Regions from separate parts of the Mus musculus genome. Here region 1 is linked to region 2. The links are chromatin contacts, called in public HiChIP or PLAC-seq maps. All regions are on one chromosome and are shown on one strand. Each heading gives the region's core, a stretch centred on a gene start, on an enhancer-like site or on the middle of the called end of the contact. The rest is flanking DNA. Distances are from core to core; before and after follow the strand shown. Region 1 holds the start of Wls (wntless WNT ligand secretion mediator). Region 2 has its middle 53 kb from the start of Wls.

Region 1 (5,071 bases), core at 1,039-3,538, 54 kb before region 2:
CCCTAATTTGAGCAAACAACTGCTCTAACTGGTAATTCTAATGTCCAGCAAACACTTGCAGGGGGTCTTTGGGATCTCCACTGTAATGGTGAGGTTCCAGAAAACATGCTAGTTCCAGAAGTGCTATAGGGAACCTACTACAGGAACCAAGAGGTATGTGGGCCCACATCAGCTTCGTGGGGTGGGGTGGGGTGCAGCTACAGGAAACTGTAATGGTTTACTGTGTGCAAAAAACCTCAAAGGAGAAGGTCAGGCAAGGATAATAGGCCAATTTAATCCTGAAAGCACAAGGTGCAAGAAATTTTATGATGGTCTGCCACTGAAATCACACAAGATCCAATAGCATCCAACTGCAACTGCTCATCAAGGGAAACAAGAGGTGTAATTGTAACCGCGGTGTAATCACTGAGACTGCTTCTGCCTACAGCTCCCAGCAGAGAAGTATTAAGAGCCTGGAAAATCCAATTCAGAGAAAAAGAGATTGTACATGGCGTAACGAAACAAAAGCTGTGTGTGTGTGTGTGTGTGTGTGTGTGTGTGTGTGTGTGTGTGTGTGTGTGTTTCTGTGTGCTTTGCCCATATGGAGGACAGAGGCTTAGAAATGTGTACTCGACCTCCTCAGAACTCCCTTCTTGAAGCTTCTCCTCTCCTTTGTTTAAAACACTTAGCCTGGTGTTACAAAGATTGCCATTACCAGACACTCTGGAATGCTAACCCAACACACCCTAGTCTATAGGAAAAACACCGTACCCACTACTCTCACCCCCTCAAGGGAGCTCCTGCGCTGCCCAGGGACTCCCTCAAGAAGCACAGACCCCTGCTTGAGCTCTTCCACCCAGCCAAGAGCAACAGCCAGCCCCAAGGAAGCTAAGCTGCCCAGCAGCGCCCGCTCCGAAGTTGGCACTGAAGTTTGTCCAAGGATGTCCGGAACCTTGAGGAGAAAGGGACATGAGGTGGAAAAGACAGTAGGAGTAAGTTGAGTTTTCCGAGTGGATCCTAAGGCAGAAGGTCAGTTACGTTCGAAGCCTTTTTTTTTTTTTTTTTTTTTGGTGCGCACTGAGAAAGTCTCCCTGGCGCCTGGGAGCTGTCACCTGAGGGCAGCCCAGGAGGGAGCAGGAAACATCCTCCTGGCGCCAGGGGAGGACCTCAGGCTTCAGACTCACTGGATCTTGGGGCTCAAAGCAGAGGGGGAGGGGAGATGGCAGAGGGGACAAGAGGCAAAAGCAACACCTTTCAGACAGGCTTTCTCCTACGCCCTCTCCAAGTTCGTGCTGAGAGGGCCAGGACTCTCCCAAACCACTCTATGAGTCCTCAGTTCAAACAAGTCCACCGCCAGAGATGGGTGGGGTGGCGGCATGGAAGCCAAGGGCTTAAAGGTTGAGACCCTAAAACCAGCTCTAGTCCCTCGCCGAGACAACCTAATGCATTTACACAAGCCACAGCCAGTAACAGCTCGCGGCTGGCACAGGGCTTAGCTCCCGACTCCCCTGTTATTCCTAATAAAGTCGATTACGTTGCCCTCCCGGTGCTGATTGGAAGGGAACCGAGAGGGAAAGGGGGGCGGGCGAGGGAAAGAGCACGGGGAGCAATCAACTTTGCGACCCAGCACTTCCTCGCGATCCGTCGCCATGCTTAAGATCCACCCCCACCCCCTCCTGCCTTTCAAGTGGATACTGAAACTAGGCCAAAACTTTTCCCCTCCTTTTCTCTTTGCCACTAGACTGGATTGTGCCCCATGGAGCCCCATGGAGCTCTGCTTTCTTAAGCACAATAGCCGGACTAATTAGATCATAGAGGCAAGGCAGCGATACTGTAACAAGTAGCCCAAGAGGCAAAAGAGGGAAGGGCCGAAGAAAGGGAAAGGGGAAAGTTTGCAGCTCTCACACTTACCGATCAAGCCTCCCACCAGAAAGGCAACGATTTGGAAAACCAGAAGAATCCCTCCAACAATGCAGAGCTTCTTGGTACTCATGTTTTCTATAATTGCCCCAGCCATTTCTGCGACCCCCTTTCTTTTCTCCTTTAAGTAAATGTTTTAGGGTATGCTTTCGCTTCCCCTCTCCTTCTTCCTTGCCCTCTTTTCCTGGTGCTGCAAAACTTCAAGGGTGCGTTAGCAGAGGAGGTGGGACAGACCGCAGGCGCCCGCGCGGATGCCTGGGCGAAGCCGCTTGGGCTCCCCAGATGCCCAGAGCTGAGACTGCGGCCGCCCGGCAGCCAGTGGACGCTTAAAGAAGCAGGGAAGCGGATCACATGACACGCCTCCCTCTCTTTCTTCCTCCCTCCCTCTCGCGCTTCCTCCCTCCCTCCCTCCCTCTCTTCCTCAACCCTGGCCCGCCAGTTCAGGGATCTCAGCTCCCGCCAGCTCTGGCTACCCGCCCTCAGGTCTGGCCTGCAGCTTGCCCCGGCAACAGCTAACATCTTGAGGGGGGTCGGGTGGCTGGTGTTGTTAAATGGGCTTGGCATACGCAGTCTCTACCATGTTTCCTTTTCGGGTTCCCAAAGTATGGGATTTAAGTTACTCATGGGCCTCTTTGCAAACCCTTAACTTACATGTTGAACCCACCCCACCACCAGCCATTTGAACGCTAGGAAAGAGGTGAATTTTAAAAAGGAGTCTAATGAAGTTAAGTCAAAGTATAAAGAGAAGAAATAAGGTCTCTGTTCTGGTACCTTCTGCCTTGCCCTATCCTGGAATTATAACCCGCTAAATTCCTCATTACACGGCCCTTCAAGAGCCTTATTATCCAGACAAATCAAACGTCTGTTCCTTACTCTACCCTGGACTGCCAGTCTTGGTGTTGACTATTACCTAAACGCTTTAAAGTTCATTGAAAACTCGACTTGTTTTAAAATTCTTGTTTTGGTTTTTTACACCACCTTTATGTTCCAAGGGTCGATCCCCTCCAATCATGCTCTCACATTTTCACCTTCTATAAGGTCTTATGAATGCACATTTGTTTCCATTACTAAGCTGTAAATTTCTGGGAGACTGGGACCAAGTTCAATTCTCTTTGTATCTGCCCCCACCCCTCAGTGCCTAACAAAATTCTCACACTAGGAGACCCTGCATGAACTTTGGTGGAATGAATAAATGAGTGAATGTTTAAGCAAGCCCACAGCTTGCATTTAAAAAGCCTAAAGGACTTTAGTTGGGTAGGTAGTATACATGTTAAATAGTACCAGTTAGAGTTTCAGGTGGGTGGTCACAGCTACTAGGAGGCTGAGTCAGGAGGATTAGTAATTTACGACCAACCTGGATAATTTTAGAGACCCTATCTCAAAACAAAAACTAAAAAGTGATCTGGGCCTCTTGTTTAACTTGATCTGAGGTCCTAGATTCAAACCCCATGGAAGGCAGAGGAGGAAAGAGAATGTTAGCTCTTTGAGAGATTTACTTATATTGATACACTACATCCAAGGAAAAGTGGTGATCTTAAGAGATTTCTTGATAAGGCTGACCCAAACTCCAGGGCCTGGTTTTTCCATGTTTCATAAACTGTCTATTTAGCCAATGCAACTCAAATCACACATTAGCTTTATAAAGGTACCTCCTGGCCTCCCAGTACAGGTTTCCAAAGCCACCAGCATACCTGATTTCTTGCTTCTTGTCATCTTCCTGTGGAGGAACTATTTACTGTCCTCTTCTTCCTTCAGTTACTTGTCCAACATTTGCTTACAATCTTAATGTGTTTTCTTTTCCTTCCTGAGCACTAGAGATTATATCAAAACTTCAAGAGTATTCTGAAGGAACTACAGGGTAGTTGTGATTCACTGTATAATGATTTTCCAAATTGTAATTGCTGTGTGTGTGTGTGTGAGAGAGAGAGAGAGAGAGAGAGAGAGGAAGAAGAAGAAAGAGGGAGGAGGAGGAGGAGGAGGAGAGAAAAAGAAGGAAGGAAAAGGAAAAAGGAGGGAAGGGAGGAAGAAATTGATATCCTTATTCCATAGGGATCCTGCTGGAAACTGGATAATGGGATTGCTAAAACTGAAGTGTTCATTTCAATTGGCTCATGGCCCTTTAAGAATCATCTTTTTATATCACCGTCCCTGCTTCATCAAGCCTAAGCATAAAATCAGATAGAGTCTTAGTTACTTTTCTATATCCATGATAACACATCATGACCTTGACAATTTCTAGAATAAAGAGTTTATATGGACTTACAGTGCCAGTGAGTGAGAGTTCATGATTTTAGAGTAAAGGTATGGCAAAGGAACAGTTGATTCCCAAGTAGGAGGGAGAGGGAAAGATAACAGGGAATCCCTGAGCCGTTTGAAACTTCAAATTCTACCCCTGGTGAAAACTCTTCTCTGATAAGACCACATTTCTTCCTCCTTCCCAAAACAAAACAAAACAACACAAAACAGAACAAAAGGTTCTACCAATTGAGAAACAAGTGTTTAGATACATAAGCCTATGGAGGCAATCTCATTCAAACCATTACAGTTACCTTCCATGTATCATTGGTCTTGAATAGGTTTCTTTGCATATATAATGGAAAGCTTTGAGTAAATGTGTTATTCTTTTCTCATAGAGTGGGTTTTGTGATAGGAGTTTCTCCATGAGATGCTTTTAAATTTCAGTTTCTGTTGTCTTTGTAAATATTAATAATGACTATCAAAATTCATTTCCCAATTTGATAACATAAATATGTAGAAAAAAGGCTTAAATGTTTTTCCTGGAATGGAATCTAGATTCCTGCCCCTGCTGTGTGAAACTACAGTACATTATAGTTAATAGTGCGCTCCAAGGCTCAATGTTCTCACCTATAAAAGAAAAATGATAATAATACCAAGCGTATGGTATGTTCTTACAAGGTATAGACACTTATATAAGTGTATAAGAAGACACAACAATTGAATCAATAATCTTGATCAAAGAAAGAAAGCTAGAAACTCTGGTGCTTTCTGAGCATGCACAAAACCCTAGTTTTAATCCTAGCAGTGCATAAACTGGGTATGGTGGCACACATCTGTAATCCCAGCACTCAACAGGGAAGATCAAGAAGATCAGAAGTCATCCTTCATATATGGAATTTGAGGCCAGCCTAAGATATATGAGTTTTTCTCTTAA
Region 2 (5,000 bases), core at 2,214-4,713:
TGTATGTATACATGTTTTTCACTGGTTATTATTAGAAGATGAACTCTGGTGTGTGTGTGTGTACAAGTATGCATGTACATGTATACATGTGTGTGTTGTATATACACAGATTTGAGAGGAATTGAAATGTATTTAAATTAAAATTAGAAACCTAAATTAGATAGAATGAATGAAGTTCTTGATAGGAGGTATCCATAGAAACCACTTAAAGTAAAAAGAAATGTTAATTCTCTTTGTGAAATTGAGCTCTCAGAATCAAAATGAGCTTGGACACTCAGTGTAGATAGAAACATTATGTACATGAAGCATGTTAATTTACAGTTACACTGTTGCAGTCATGTTTCCAGCTGGTATTCACAACTACTTTATGACTATATAGTTATAGGCTTTAACTGGTAAAACTGCCAAAATACATTGCTTAACTTGTTGACTTATTTAAGTATATGGTTAAAAATCATAGCTATGGTGCCTCAAAGTTTTCATCAGTTTCTTGACAGCATAAAGAATTAATTTTTAGGAGACAGGTCATTTGTAGATATAAAACAAAGCAAACTCTTCAAAACAATTTTATTTAAATTAACTTAACTTAAAAATAAAATAATTTATAGTGCAATCTCTCAGTGAAACAAAACTTTCAATGCTTTTCCAGGTGAGGGCCAGGCAAGCATGTGTCACAATGTTGGAGGCTCAGTTGCTGAAATTCAGTTCTCTCCTGTTTATAAACCAAGATAAACTCTTTGTTATTACATTTCCTTTTATTTTCTCAATCTCTTTATAGTCATCCTAGATGTTCAGAAAAAGCCAACTATTCATCATGACTAATTGTTATGGGTGAGTTTTTACTTTTCATGTTCAAGGACGTTCTCTAGCAAATTAATTTTAACTTATATTTCAGCTAATACATTATAGATCTGATGTTTTTAATGGCCTCATACATGGTCAGATATTTTGGTATCAAAAGCAAACATTTATTATCTTAAAAATTACTTAGAGGGATTGGTGAGTTAGCTCAGAGATAGAGTGTTGGGCAGTGGGTGTTTGGGAAGAGGGGAGTGGGAGAGAACACGAGTCCTGTCAGAGTTCCCATGCTCTGGGCCGGCAGATGTGGGAGGACTGCAGGATGCTTTTCACACGGCCCCCGAGTGGGCATCTGGCTGTGTTAGGCCACTGACCCCACACGGTGGGTGGTAGACAAGAGGCATCCCCAGGTAACGGGTTCTCAGCCTCTGGCATCCCATGCTGGATACAGCGGAGGCGCTCCAGGGAGGAAGGCAGGAGAGGGTAGGGGAAGAGGGGGGCACTGGGTGGTTCCCACGCAGGGAGTCCTTAGTCCGGTCCATGGCTGCAGTTTAGGAAGGCCCTCTGGCAGGAGGTTAGCTGCAGCTCATTAGGAGAAAGCCTATCTCATTGTTCAAGCACCATGGGCCTTCATGATCAGAGACAGGCTATGGTTTTAGAGCTTTATTGTAGAAAGGCAGGGGGAAAGAGAGAAGGTAGAAAGAGAGAGGGAGAGGCTGGCCATGGCCACATGGAGAGAAGGGAGAAGAGAGAGAGAAAAAGATGGAAGGCTAGAGATAGGAGTGGTAAAAGCTTAGAGAGAGAGAGGTGGGGCCAAGCAGCTTCTCTTATAGTAGGCTGGGCTATCTTGCTGTTGCTAGGTAACTGTGGGGAGGAGTCTAGCCAGAATGCCAGAAGCTTGGGACATTGTCTACATGACTGATAGCCACACACCTCTCTTGTGGGGGTTGTGGGGGCAGTAACTTTGACAGGAGTCAGGGGTCCAGGAGACATGATCAAATGTCTTCCATCCCATGTAGGTGGAAATTACCACTCATTGGGTCCCACCGGGGTTCAAGACCTAAGCTCAACTGGAGATCAGGCTGTCTGTGTGTAGCCCATTGCCCCACAATAGAGTACTTGCCCAGATAATGCAAGGTCCTAGGTTCAGTCACCAACAGTTGGAAAAAAAAGGGTTCTGGAGATCTTTTGTTATGGTAATTAGATCTACCAACATTATCCGTATTTGAAATTAAGCTAAGATATCTGAGACATTTAACTGTAATTACTTTTAAAATAATAAGCCTATTATATATTAATGCAAATAAGTTAATTTTTTGGAAAATAGTATTGTCCCAAACTTTAAAAAAGTGGTTAAAAAGAGGAATTGTTCAATGTTTTGCTAATATCGTTAATATTTAGCTTAGTGAAAGACTTAATACCATCTGTTTTAGCTTCTCTTATAACTTCGGCAGTACTAAGAATGAAAAGGGCAGGAATAGCCCTTTTGGTTTTGACTTGAGAGGGAACAGGGCTAACTAGGGTTTTCACCTACAGTTTTGAAGCCCTACTAGTATATACCATGGTGAAAGTTACCACATGGCTAAAGGATAGGATAGTGCTGTATTGTGCAGTCCTGGAAGACTGCATTCCAGGAGTGTGTGTGTGTGTGTGTGTGTGTGTGTGTATTTTACTTATTTGTGGGTGATGGGATTTTTATTTTGTTTGTTTGTTTTCTGGAACAGGGTCTCTCACTCGTTAGGTGGCCCTGGCTTTCCTGGAACTCGTTATGTAGACCAAGCTGGCTCCAACTCACAGAAATTTGTCTGACTCTGTATACATAGTACTGGGATTAAAGACATGATGCACATGTCCAATTAATTTTATCTTTTTATTTTCATAAAGTTTAAGACATTTTCTTTAGTGAAAAAGTCACTATAATATAAATTGTGTAAGAAAAAAATAATAATGAATGAACGAAGATTAGATGTCTGACTTAATTCTACCTCAAATCAATAAAATCAAGGTATAAACTGATTTGCTGATAGCTAATCAGAGACTCAAACTTCTTAATTCTCAATCCTGAGCTCTTTCTATGATGGACAGCAGTACGGATGTTAAAGTCTAACACTGATTATTTTCATATTAGGATTTGTCTCTGAAGCCAGAAAGCCTGAGGCTTAAGCCTCAGCACCATTCTAAGCCGATTGTATAAGCTTTATATCTATCACCCTCAATTTTTTCATTTGTAAAGTTGGCACAAAACCTGTTTCATCAGCTTCACATTTTGTTATATTGAATGAGGTATTTTAACTGGTTTAAACCTGCTCAGAACCTTCAGTGGGCAGAGCTATTTTTACTAACTGGAGTTACTCTGATTGAACTGCAGAGCATTTGGAGCAAAGAGTCTTTCAGCCAAGGCTTGACTGTGGGGTGTGTGTGTGTGTGTGTGTGTGTGTGTGTGTGTGTGTGTATGTGTACTGCATCTGCCACTTGGATTTTTCTTTAATGAAAGGTTGGAAGCCACTGCATTTCTCTTGGGAAGTCTAACAAGCCCCTGGTTGCAAGGAAAGGAGGCAAAGTGACAAATGAGAAACTTTTGCTGCCAATGATTAAAATAGCTGAAGAATTCTGTCCTTTGGTGTCTATGATGCAAAGCCAAGTGAGAGCCTTTGAGAGCCGAGGAGCACTTCTGGTGATCCGTGTTTGTTGTGGAAACTGGCTGGATCCAAGTGGGGAGAATTAAATCCTTAAAAGCAAATATATTGGCAAGGCTATATATGAACTCTCCCCAGTTTTAATCCTAAGATTCCCACTGAGGATTAATGAGTTAGCTGACAGCAGCTGGGAAGAAAAGAAATTAAAACAACAAAGAAAGAAAGATAAGAGAAAAGAAAAACATTTCTTAGAGGAAGGTGAACAAGTTCAGTTAAGAGATAGATAAAGGCCCTAGAGAAAGAGACTGGTCAGGGTTTGATTTAGCCAGATGCAATGGTGACAGGAATGTTGACCTTCTGTTCTTTAGAATTCTTGCAGCACTGAAATTGTAACTTTCAGTTGTCAATATGAAGAGCAACTAAGCAAAGTAAATACATTAGTAGGTACTTAAGTGCTATAAGGAATGATGCTTTGTTTCTTTAAATTTCAAAGTGTTGAAAATTTCTACTTATGATTGGGTGGCATGCAAGGTTCTTAAGTTGGAGGTATAATTTTGAATTGTTTTCTTAGCTCTTTTGCTAAGATTTAGGATTGATTATATTTTGATATTTTATTCAGTGTGGAATGACCTTTAGGTCCCAGCTGCCACTTAGTTAGGGTGCCTAAGGAAACATGTAAGGAGCCATTAAAACTCAACAGTGAGCTCATACATTGTAAAGATGGAGAAAATGGGTGAGAGAGAGAGAGAGAGAGAGAGAGAGAGAGAGAGAGAGAGAGAGAGAGAGAGAGAAATTTCTTCAATATTTTGGTGCCAAATTGTTTTCAAGCAATGCTTACCTGCTGCCACACCAAAATAAACAAACAACAGAAGAAATCTCAGAAAACAGACTTGTCTCTAAGAAAACTCCCCACATAATAATGTCAACTTCTAGTTGTCTATAATTTGAAATGTTGCTGCTTTTTACTTTTTGAAAACAATGAGCTTACTTTTGGGTATTTTGTAGAGGTGACTCTATGGGACAGGTTGATGTAAAGGAAGACTTTTAGTGTCACTAACTTACCCCCTACTACTTGCAATGAAAGGGATTAACCATCATACCAGCTTATTTTGAATGCCTTACTGATTACAGGCTTTTTAAAGTCTATTTTCCATTAACCCTGCACAGACTTGAACTAGGTAGAATAGGTGCTTTTAGACTGAGGGTCATGTTGGCTCAGAGCAGTGGAGCAGAGATCCATCAAGTTGCTGTGGGACTAGGTATATCCTTTCCCACTGAGACCAGACAAGGCTGTCCATTAGGGGTGTGGAATCCACAGGCAGGCAGAAAGCAGACTCAGAAACAATCCCTGCTCAGGTTTTGAGGAACCTGCATGAAGACCAAGATGCTCGTCTACTACATATGTGGAAGGATTCAGTCCCTGGGAGCCCCCAAGGGTTCAGATTAGTTTGCTCTGTTGGTCTTCCTGTGGAGTTTCTGTCCTCTTCAGGTCTTTCCCCTAATTCTTGAGCTCCACCTAATGTTTGGGTATGTGTCTCTGCATCTCTTTCCATTGGCTGCTGGGTG

What was found. HiChIP or PLAC-seq counts read pairs in DNA pulled down with a chosen protein or histone mark.
Region 1: an H3K27ac HiChIP or PLAC-seq map of heart atrium shows a contact between it and region 2, with 7 read pairs. The contact joins the promoter of Wls here to the enhancer-like site in region 2. A contact is called at or near these places in 1 of 39 promoter capture datasets (epiblast stem cells), 1 of 15 datasets of contacts at CTCF or cohesin (the NIH/3T3 cell line), 1 of 484 Hi-C or Micro-C datasets (the HL-1 cell line) and 6 of 115 datasets of contacts at active chromatin or transcription factors (the SCID.adh cell line, embryonic stem cells, heart atrium and 2 more).

What each region holds. Positions count from the first base shown.
Region 1 is chr3:159,836,867-159,841,937 of GRCm38.p6, reverse strand. Wls (wntless WNT ligand secretion mediator) reads right to left here and starts at 2,288. Exons shown (of 12, transcript NM_026582.5): 1 at 1,891-2,288. The coding sequence starts at 1,996.
Region 2 is chr3:159,784,259-159,789,258 of GRCm38.p6, reverse strand. No RefSeq gene overlaps it. Among named protein-coding and RNA genes, the nearest start is that of Wls, 53 kb to the left of the region's middle. Within about 2 kb of position 3,463, at least 3 of the 459 cell types and tissues checked have an H3K27ac peak or open chromatin away from gene starts, as enhancers often do. A contact at or near this core is called in heart atrium, where this site is marked.